Regions from separate parts of the Mus musculus genome. Here region 1 is linked to region 2. The links are chromatin contacts, called in public HiChIP or PLAC-seq maps. All regions are on one chromosome and are shown on one strand. Each heading gives the region's core, a stretch centred on a gene start, on an enhancer-like site or on the middle of the called end of the contact. The rest is flanking DNA. Distances are from core to core; before and after follow the strand shown.

The links. HiChIP or PLAC-seq counts read pairs in DNA pulled down with a chosen protein or histone mark.
Region 1: a CTCF HiChIP or PLAC-seq map of the NIH/3T3 cell line shows a contact between it and region 2, with 11 read pairs. The contact joins two enhancer-like sites. A contact is called at or near these places in 7 of 39 promoter capture datasets (the 3T3-L1 cell line, 3T3-L1-derived adipocytes, frontonasal cranial neural crest and 2 more), 3 of 15 datasets of contacts at CTCF or cohesin (the NIH/3T3 cell line and stem cell-derived epiblast-like cells), 41 of 484 Hi-C or Micro-C datasets (the AML12 cell line, the C2C12 cell line, the CH12 cell line and 27 more), 33 of 115 datasets of contacts at active chromatin or transcription factors (the NIH/3T3 cell line, craniofacial prominence, differentiating embryonic stem cells and 22 more) and 1 of 9 other capture datasets (adipose tissue).

Annotation. Positions count from the first base shown.
Region 1 is chr7:112,695,400-112,700,795 of GRCm38.p6, reverse strand. All of the region lies in intron 1 of Tead1 (TEA domain family member 1), which reads right to left. Among named protein-coding and RNA genes, the nearest start is that of Tead1, 19 kb to the right of the region's middle. Within about 2 kb of position 3,060, at least 169 of the 459 cell types and tissues checked have an H3K27ac peak or open chromatin away from gene starts, as enhancers often do. A contact at or near this core is called in the C2C12 cell line, the NIH/3T3 cell line, adipose tissue and 5 more, where this site is marked.
Region 2 is chr7:112,466,623-112,471,560 of GRCm38.p6, reverse strand. All of the region lies in intron 1 of Parva (parvin, alpha), which reads right to left. Among named protein-coding and RNA genes, the nearest start is that of Gm45998, 18 kb to the right of the region's middle. Within about 2 kb of position 1,575, at least 71 of the 459 cell types and tissues checked have an H3K27ac peak or open chromatin away from gene starts, as enhancers often do. A contact at or near this core is called in the C2C12 cell line, the NIH/3T3 cell line, adipose tissue and 5 more, where this site is marked.

The DNA of each region.
Region 1 (5,396 bases), core at 1,811-4,310, 230 kb before region 2:
ATAACAAGAAATGAATAGTTGTTAGATATTAAAATACTTGACAGCACCAACCAGCGAGACAGTGGGAGTGAAGTTAAGAATGAGACGTGATGGCTGCCCTCCTGCCACAGAGGTGACATCTTCTCCACTGACTTCCCTTATATGCCCCTATGAAATATTCAATATATTCTATTATCATTGTTAATTACTGTACCTCTGTAATACGTTTATTTAGTATATGTGTGTGGCTGAATGCTTGCCAGTGTGTGTGTGTGTGTGTGTGTGTGTGTGTGTGTGTGTGTGTGTGTGTGTCTCAGAAGTCTGTCTCCTTCCAGTGTGTGAGTCCTCTGGCTTTTGCTATTGAAGCCTGCAGTAGTAAAACTCACTGAATTTCAAAGACTCTCTGACACAGGAAGCCTCAGCACGTGCACTGCATATTTATACAATTGATCACAAGCAAGCACTTGCCAAAGGCTTCTAGAACATTTCTTCCATATTGCTCAGAGATGGAATGAAGCAAGGGGAGGGGCCACCAGGCAGGACGCTCAGGTCTAATGACACACCTGGCTTGCCTCTTGCCAGATGCTCAGCTAACCAGAACTCTATGGTGCCCCGAGGGCAACTGGAAAAATTCCTCACCCGCCAAGCACTCTGAAGCCACACTCACAGCTCAACCCATCCACAGGGTGGACAGTCAGCAGAAAGCGGAGGCTGGAGACTGGCAGTGAAGGTCAGAGGCAGTTCGAATCCCCTTTGTTGTTATGGAGATAATGGGGGGGGTGTCCTCAATGATGTCTCTTAGATCAAATGGAGAACAAGGACCAAGACAGAATAGCTTCTGTCCAATGAAGCTGCCTTTCCAAAACACTCCATCGGACATATTTGCCCACAAGTTTGTGGACCAGACAGCCTTGGGCTCCATTAGCAGAACCGGCTCCCGCTTGCCTAAGGGATAAGTGGGGAAGGATACAGGTTCACTGTAAAACAGGTTTACCAGAGAGACCCTGAATCTCTCCTGAAAGATGGGCAGCAGGACACAGGAAATGCCAGTCTTCCGGAGGTCTTTCCCGGCTTCTGCACACGCACTTCGTCTGCCCCTCAGCCACACAGCTTCACTCACGGTTCTCTGAACACAAGGGCCAAACACCTACTCCCCAGGTAGCATCTGCCTAAACAGCGAGCGCCTGAGCTCTACTGCACATAGGAGCATCAAAGCTGGGAATGCCGCCTCAAGCCCCAAGAGTTTGGGAAGCAGAGGTGACCAAGCCTGGGGCAGGTGGCCTCTCTGATCCTAACATCAGATGACCTGTGGGCAAGTTGGTCTTCCTATTGAAAGCATCTGACTGTCCGGTGTGATGGCAAAAACATCAACATCAATGACATCAGCTGACCCTGCTGTCAGCCCGAGTTTTGCAAGGGTTCAATCCTGTAATTTTATCGTCTGTCCAAGGAGCAGGACTCTGCCATCAGACCCTCAAAGGGAAACATTTGTTATCAAATGGAAATCTATTTCTGGTTCCTCTTTGTCTCCTTAGAGGAAGGTTCTCAGCAGATCCTAGCCAATACATCCAAAGGTCCTAAAAGCCTTTGGAAAGGGACAACACATAACATCACACATGACGTGCACGGCTCACAAACAGCACAAGACACACAAAATGTAACATACAACACACACAAAACTCACCAGAAAATATCTAAGATACAAACCAAAGAACCACAACATATGTAAAACATACAAAATCCACAAAGTTGGAGCACTCTGGGGCAGTAGCAGGAATAATTTCCTGCACAAGGTTATAGGCCAGGGCCCTGTCCTGACAAACACCACTGAACTTTTCAGAGTCCGTCTTCTGTGTCTTCTGCACCTAAAGAAACAAACACATTCCTCACAGATCAGGAGCTGCTCTGTGAGGTAGCTAATAAGATAATCTGTTACAGGAGGCTTACAAATCCATTTAAATTGATTTTAATTAATGAATCAATCTCAGACCCAATGAAAAACTAGATCCACAGATGGTAAGCAATACAAAGATTTCAGTCTCTAACCCCAGCCTGGAATTTACATAAAAAAGAAGGGTGTTTTCTGCTTAATGCAAGAAAATAGTAGTAACAACAAATTGTAACCAATTGCATCTCAGTTCACTGCCCAAGCAGCCTGAGGTGAAAGCCTCTCTTCGGTTAGATCAAATCCACCCCACTTGAGGAAGGGAAATAGATTTCAGAACGGTTTCCACACAGCTCACCTAACATGAAGGGAAAGGGGGTGGGGTTATGTACCAGGCTGACATCGGAAACACCTAAGATCAAATAAACCCGTCTCTTTCAGAGTCCTTCAAGCTGGACAGAATTTTACCTATGCACCCCCAAACACAAGCATAAAATGGCCCTCCGCCCAGCTGCGTGCTGGGTTCCAGTCCCCAGCACCAAAAGTAAAATAAAATAAAAAAGACCTAGGCAAACTTTCTCATTTGCTCCGATTTTACTCTTTCTAGGGACTGACAGAGCAACTGCTCTTTCAGAATGGCTGTTGGAGAGGAGCTCGAAACAGTCCCCCACCTAAAGACAGTTTTACAGTTGGTATTTATTTATTTATTTATTTATTTCTCAGTGGCTTCTCACTGGCCTGCTGACCCACTCTATTTTTAGAATCCAATCAGAATTTCCCAGAACAGATTTCAGGTAATTTTTTAGATAGATAGATAGATAGATAGACAGACAGACAGACAGCAAAGATCTGCGACCAACACCAGTTATCAGAGGGGAACCATGAAAGGAACCAAAAGAGGGAAGCTCATCATTCAAACACTTTCCAAAGTTTGGGAGCATCCCATCAAGGCACACTGACACACAGAGTGAGTTCCTCCTGGCAGGGACGCTGGCTCTGTGCAAAGGGAAGGCTACTGAGAGGGAAAATGCAAGCCGCAAACGACTGCTTCAGTGTTTCTCCCTCCCTCCTTCAGGACAGTTCACAAAACAGTTTGATTCAGCAAGCGAGAAACAAATGGAAGACTGGCTGGAACACTGCAAAAGGAACAGCCACAAAGACTCTGCATCAGGAAGTCGACTGCAGGGGAAAAAAAAAAATCAGGATACAGGCCAGAGCTTAGGCAGAGAGGCTGTTGGGCTTCCCCCACCTCCTGTGTGTGTGTGTGTGTGTGTGTGTGTGTTGGGAGGATGTTTCTGTCTGCTCCTCTCCCTCTCTGTGTTTCTCTGTGGCCAGCCAGTCTCTCCCCCACAAGGGGAATAAACAAAAGAACTCTGCTCCTGAGCTCCCAGGTGTGAGGACCCTGGCACCATGTGGCCTGAGTGGCAGCAGCAATTCTAGGGATTTAGTCTGTGCCTTTCGGGCTGGGCTGTGCAGGGCTCTACAGCAAATCAGGGAGTGTCAATACAGCCTGAGATTCAGAGCGAGACCACAAATTATAAACAGTTTCAGCAAATTGACTCGAGAGCTTTTGTTTCTCAGACACCCATGCAGGCAGCGGAACCTCCCCACCGCTACAGCCCGGGACTGGGAAAGGAAGTCGTTGAAGCCTGGATTTCCTGCTTTTACTGGTAGCCAAGAACTATGAGGCTTGTAGTGGTTTCAGGAACTGACTCATCCCATGATTCACGGATAAGACACTGCCTTTAATATGCTTCTGACCCAAAGACTGGGGAACTTCAAAACCAACCTGAAGTCACACTCCATTCTTACAGTACAAATGACTATTTAGGGCAAAATAAACAGGACACCAGATTACCATTCCTTAGGCAGAGGCAGAGAAAGTGAAGAACATCACGTGGCACCCGTGATCAGAGCTTAATCCACAGGCTGTGACTTGACAACAGCCCAACTTCCCCAAAGTGGATAACAGGTGGGATAGGGTTATTTTCAGACATCATTCCCCTAGATGTAAAAATAGATTTAGCAGAGCAATATTTTAATTTAGGCCCATGTGAGGTTGAGGCTCCATATACCCACGATGCAGAAGCACATGGCTGGTGGGAACTGGTTGAGAAAGAGACCCGGAGGCCAGCTGACCAAGGAGCAATGGGTAACAAACACTCCACTGTGTATGCAGGAAGGCTACAATTTTATTCCTACTCTTAATTGACCAGACTTCTTTCCCTTCTGCACACACACAGGCACATATGTATACACGTGCTTAAACACACACAAGCAAACATACAGTCCAGGGCTTACAAGCAACAATCTGCGAAGCAACAGCCCCTCTACTCTCACAAGTAACCCTAATCAAGCTCAGGGGGTCACAAAAGACACCAGAGCAGGGAGGGGCTTTCTGGGAAGTTCAGTGAATAAGAAGGGTGTTGAGGGTTTCATAGCAAGTCCAGATGATCAAAATACATCATAGATGCATGAATAGATTATAAAAATGTTAGTACTGAAACCCTGGCACTTCTGGAAGCTCCCCTAACAATCTCCATCAGTTTATCAGCACAGACAAAACAAATCCACTGGATTTGTTTTTGGTCTCCTCCCCAACACAAACACAGAACAAGAAGCACACACAGGGCAAGTTTCGAGAGTGGTTTTCATAGGCGCTTACAGATATCAGCACAAGCTGGGGTGCAGAGGGAAAGAGGGGCAGGGAGGGAAGAAAACAAGGGCACAGGCTGGATGGGAGAGAGTGGAGAATAGGGAGGTGACCAGGTGAGGCCAAAGTGCAGGGGGCTGGCAGGCGCTGGGCAGCAGGGCTCCTCCATCAGACTTACTGATATCGTGACATCAGTGGCTCCTATCCAGAGTTCTCTCTTGAGAGCTTTCAGCAATGCCTCCTGTAGCTTCCACTGTGCTGGGAAGCCACAGGGTGGCAAGGAAAATTCCCTCCAGGCAGAGACTCGCCTTGTGAATTAAGAGGGTCTGCACCTACTTCTGGGTACCCGTGGAGTAAAAGGGTGGAGACAAGCCAGGTAAACTGTACCCACAGCACAGAAGAGCCATTAAAGGAAGTTTGTGAAGTAGGGGACATTAAATGGATATGACTTCCCAGGCCTGGGAGGTCAGCTCAGTGGAGTCAGAAGACCTTAATTTTGGATTACCCTCTCCCGCTGTTTCTAGGCTGAGCTGCACTGCCCGTGGCTTTGTTTTGCCAACAAGAAAGAATCCGCTAAAGCTGAAAGCCCAAGCACCAACTGAACTTCTGAGGAGATTATAGCTAGTTCTTTTAAAAACAAGCCTACACACACACACACACACACACCTTTTTCTACCTAAGTGATGTACCAACATGGGCCTAAAACATTTTCCAAGAAGCAGAGGCAGGAATAACTAAAAGTAAGTTAAGTAAGAGGCTTGTTAAACGAAAAGCACACACTGGGTTGTGACGTATAGGACGTGCTAGCACAGTCCCACAATGCAGTAAAGCGCTAGCCCTGCTCCTCCGAGACCTGCCAGGAACTACAAAGTCAACATG
Region 2 (4,938 bases), core at 326-2,825:
GAGCTGAGGTTTGGCTAAGTGGGCGTGCCAGGCACAGTCACCACTCAGCTCTCAGATCCTGGGGCTGGCCAGGGGTAGAGCATGCGCCTGATTCGGGGCCTTTCTGAAGCTTTAGACTGTTGTGTGGGGCAAAAGGCCCAGGAGGCTCTGAATACTCTCTTTAGGTCTTCCTCCTCTGCAGACTTGCTGTGTGCTACAATGATAAACTTTCTGTTTGTGAGAGACCCCTGGGTGGGGGATTAATGACTTTCATCTGGGGCAAACAACCTTCCAGTTTGTTGCTGGACTTTTCCATTGAGAATCTCATCCTGAAAAAACAGTGGAACCGGCAGCCAATGTCCTAGAGCCTAGGTGGCAGTTCACGTAACCACACCCGTCCCAAAGGCTTCGGATGGGCGAGATTGCAGGATCCTGTGCAGGTGAAATCACATGCCGCCAAGTCAAACCCTGAAGAGGAAGATGCTGAGGGGTGGGGTACATGGTGGCTGCACACACTCCTGAGGACCTGGGCTCAGACCCCCACATCGAAGCCAAGCATGGGGCGAGCATTCACTAACTCAAGCCTCATGCTGGAGTGGTGGAGGCAGGCCCATCCCTATAGGAAGAATCCTCCTCTTAACCGTACACAAGGTCGAGTCTACCATAGCTTGCACTTTCCGTAAGCTACAGAAGCTTTGGACACAGTGTTCAATTTTAGCAGACAGACATCCCTTGTCCTTTTTGTCTATTGCGCATGCTAGGAAGCTCATGGCCCCAGAAAGGGAAGATAGAATTGTTCTTTTTATTATTGTTATTAATGAAGGGTTCACCTGTCACAACCTCCTGCTGTGATAGCCCTCTGCTTCCCTGGGGCATGGGAAGGCCTTCCAACAGGCAACTTGACTAGATCCTTCAGGGATGTGCAAAGAATTCAGGTCTGGAAGGCAGGCAGGATCTGACTGTGGTCTGGAGATGTCACTTAACGGTCCTGGCTTGGTTTCCCCTCTGAACAGCCAAGGATTTTGCTCGTTCAATTCTCCTTCTATCCAAAGGAGAACAAACATGGAGCAGAAACCAAATCCACCAAGGCCACGGTCGTTATGACCATAGCAATATCAACAACGAAAGAGGAAGAATAAAACTCCACAGATCCACGTCTAATCTCACCTCCACCACACAGATTAACACAGCTACTCCTCTCCCTGTCTTCCCAGAACTCAGGACAGCCGATGTTCCAACTTCTCAGTGGTGATCTCGATCTTAGGAATTTCTAAACCAAGATGAGCCCTTTAAACACTGAAATGGAAGGAAATCAGGAAGCCCTCATCAAGGTCTGGTCGCACACATAATATAAGTTCATTTATCTCTACCAGCGTCATTTCATGGCTCTCGGTAGCTTTTGTCCTCTTTGTAGACCTCTGGGGTAAAGGACATTTGGGGCCTACACATGTTTGCAGAACAGGCTGGTACATCCTGTCCTTGCTACAGAGCCTGGCACATCGGTGGCAAAACAGACTTCTCTTTTGACACACTTTCTTTCAGGAGTCTGGTGGCTGCAGAAACCACCCCAGCCTTCGTCCCCTGCTGGCTGCTAAACTGCCTCCTGGAGCCCCCTGGTGGCCAGTACTATATTCACACCCCCCAGCCATACACTCTAGGACAAGGAGAAAATACCCTTAAAAAATCCACTCAAAGGTGAATCACTGATATGTATTACCATACCCGCTGGCACCCTGCATGTTCCTTGAGGCTGCCCTGGAAAATGACACCTTTCTCTAATGTCCCATCCATTTCTTATCCTCTGGTGTCTTCTGGGTACCAGGCTGTGTTGGTAGAAGAAGAGTAGCAAGCTCCCAGGGAGCTTTCCAGCATATAACAGAATGATCAGTCCCACACCCCTAAGCAAGCCCTGGGGACTGCACCAGTTGCCTCAGGGAAAGTGGAGACAAAAGGAGGGCAGAGGTGAAGAGTCAACCAGACCTTGCCATCTTTCCCAAGACTTCAGAAGGGAGCCAGGTAGAGAGAATGAAAGGCATTCCATGGAGGGGGAGTCTAGTGCTCAGGAAGCTAGAAGCTCTCAGGAGGGAGAGTGACAATGGGCCAGTGACACATGCAGGGATAAACGGAGAAGGCTCTTTCTTGAAAGCCTTGTGTATCATTGTGTCAGCACTGACTTTTCTAAGCATGCTGTAGGCTTCATACATCATTTGATTCCAACTTCACAGACGCTACGTAGGCCATCCATGACCCACCAACTCAACGCAGCCTGACTATGAGGAGATGATCAGAAGCACCCAACTTCCTGGAAATATAAGCTCTAGGGGCTGGACAGATGGCTCAGTGGTTAGGAGCACTTGTTGCTCTTCCAGAGGACCTGGGTTTGATTCCTAGCCACATGGTGGCTCACACCCATCTGTAACCCTAGTCCTAGAAGATCAGGTACTTTTTTTGTTTTGTTTTGTTTTGTTTTGTTTTTTGCCTCTGTGAGCACTATATGAATAAGACGCACAGATATACAAGCAGGCCAAAAATGTTCATCACACCAAAAAAAAAAAAAAAAAAAGGCAAAAATTTTAGAAAGAAAATATAAGAACCAAGGAAAGCCTGAAACCTATCCCTACCACAAGGAGATTAGGAATCTGGGCCCACCTAAGGAAATGTGGTCCCGGAGCAGAGAAAGATGGTTCTTAGGTAAGAAGAGCTAAGAGAATCCAAACAAAGTGTGGGTGTGTCCTCTAGTGAAAGCTGTGCATCAGTACTGGCTCACCCACTGTAACCAAGGTCTCCCACCAGCGTGAGTCTACAGTAGGGGGAAGGGTATGAGATATACATGAGGACCCTGTATTAGCCCCATATATTCTCTATAAATTCAAGTCTTCTCCAAAAAAAAAACAAATTAAAGCCTATTTTAAAATTATTACTGTTCACCTAAATATCTAAAGGAAAAGAAATGAAGGGATCTTTTAAAAGAACAAAGAAAGAAAAACCTTTGAGACAGTCTTTCATTGAGCCTAGAGTTGTGTTTTCAGGCTACATTGGCAACCAGTAAGCCCTAGTGACGTGACATGGATGTTATTACACATGTGCCCACACATGTGGAGATCAGAGGAGAACTTTCTGGAGTCTGTTTTCTCCTACCATGGGTTCTGGGGGACAGAATTCAGGACACAGGCTTTCATAGTAAGTAAGTACTTTTACCATTCTGTCAAGCCAGTCTTCAGCTTCCGATTCTGCCCCTTCCACTTCCCATTGCCTGGGCCTCCCGAGTGCTGGGACCACAGGCTTGCACCACGATGCTCAGGCTTATGCAGTACTGGGGTGGCACCCAGGGCTTTGGGTACACTAACTGGGTGAGCTCTCTGCCATCTGAGCCTCTTGGTTTTACACAAAGGTTCCATGTGATGAGTCACTAAAAATGGTTCTACGGTGATTTTTCCCCCTGTTTTATTTTCACATTTGAAGCTAAGATGGTTGTGGTGGTGGAGGATCCTCGGCTGTGTCCAGGGAAGGAAGGACACGGGTTTTGGAGTGAGCAATCTGGCAGGCTCAGCGTGAATCACAGACTGGTTGCGGGCACTGGGCCCTATTGAGATTTGCCGGTGATGCGTCCAGAGAGAGGAGGAGAAACAAGCAAGAGAGAACCAACTTCCCTAAAAGGAGAAAGCAAGAGGCCTTGTGTAGGACCCCTTGGATCCAGCCACAACCAATCAAATGTATCCACGGCTGAGCCCCAAATGTACGCCTGGAACAGGCTGGGCTGGCCCTCTGCAGACCGGCCTGACAGCTAGTCAAGGGAAAACAACCGCAGCACAGGAGGCGAAGCAGCTGGCTGGGGCCCTGGCTAAGGGAGGGGAAAGGCTTAGAGGGAGTTTCCTGAGAGCTGAAAAGAGCTAGGGTGTTTCACACAGGAGGCTTGGAAGCTAAATCTTGAATCCCAGGCAGAACAAAGGAGATCCCACATCAGTCTGAGGGCCATCCAATCCCTGATCCACAGTCCCTGGACCATACTGACTAAGGGTCCTGGGACTGCATATCCAACCACGCTCCCTGAATTTTGTAGCTTCCCCTGGTCTCCATGGTCAGTTAAAATCAGGACTCAGTGTGCCACCTGGAAAAATGCTTGCTATCTGCATTCCTCGAAGCTAGGGACATGTCAGCAAGTCCAGTCACTCCTCCAAAGGCATGATATCATTCCACATAGCCTGGCAAGCAATCTCTCTAAAGAGACTTCCTCCTCTTCCTCTTCCTCTTCCTCCTCCTCCTCTTCCTCCTCCTCCTCCTCCTCTTTCCTTTTGAAACAGGTTCTCATGATGGAGTCCTATCTAGCCTAGAACTCACTATGTAGACCAGGCTGGTGTTGAACTCACAGAGATCTGCTTCTGCCTCCCAAGTGCTAAGATTTAAAACACTCACTACACCTGGAAAAAAAACCAGACTTACAATTTCTCAGCCAAAGGTTATAACAGAATGTGCTACAGTTAAGGATATTTGGTACAAAAATGTTGTTTGTATTCCTCTTTCTGCTGCAACCAATTACCACATATTTAGTGGCTTAAAACAACGCACATTCATTATTTCACAATGGTGGAGGTCAGAAGTCACAATAGGTCTCACTGGGCTGGAGTCAGGACGTCAGCAGGCCCATGTTCTCTTCTGGAGGCTCTGAGGAGAATCTCTGCCCTTCCCTTTTTCAGGTGCTGGTGGCCTCCAACATGGCTTGGCTCATGGCTCCTCACCCTGTGTTTACAGTCTGTCCTGTCACATATCTCTGACCTCTCGTCCCTGGCCACACCTCCCTGTAGCTCTCAGGTCCCTCTCCTCCACTTTTAAGGTCCCTTGCCAGTGTGGGCACACACACCTGATGATTCAAAATCATTTCTATTTCTACAGTCACTCGATTGATTACCTTAATGATAATTTGACTTTTACTGTTAATTTCTCATCATCATGAAAGGCCCT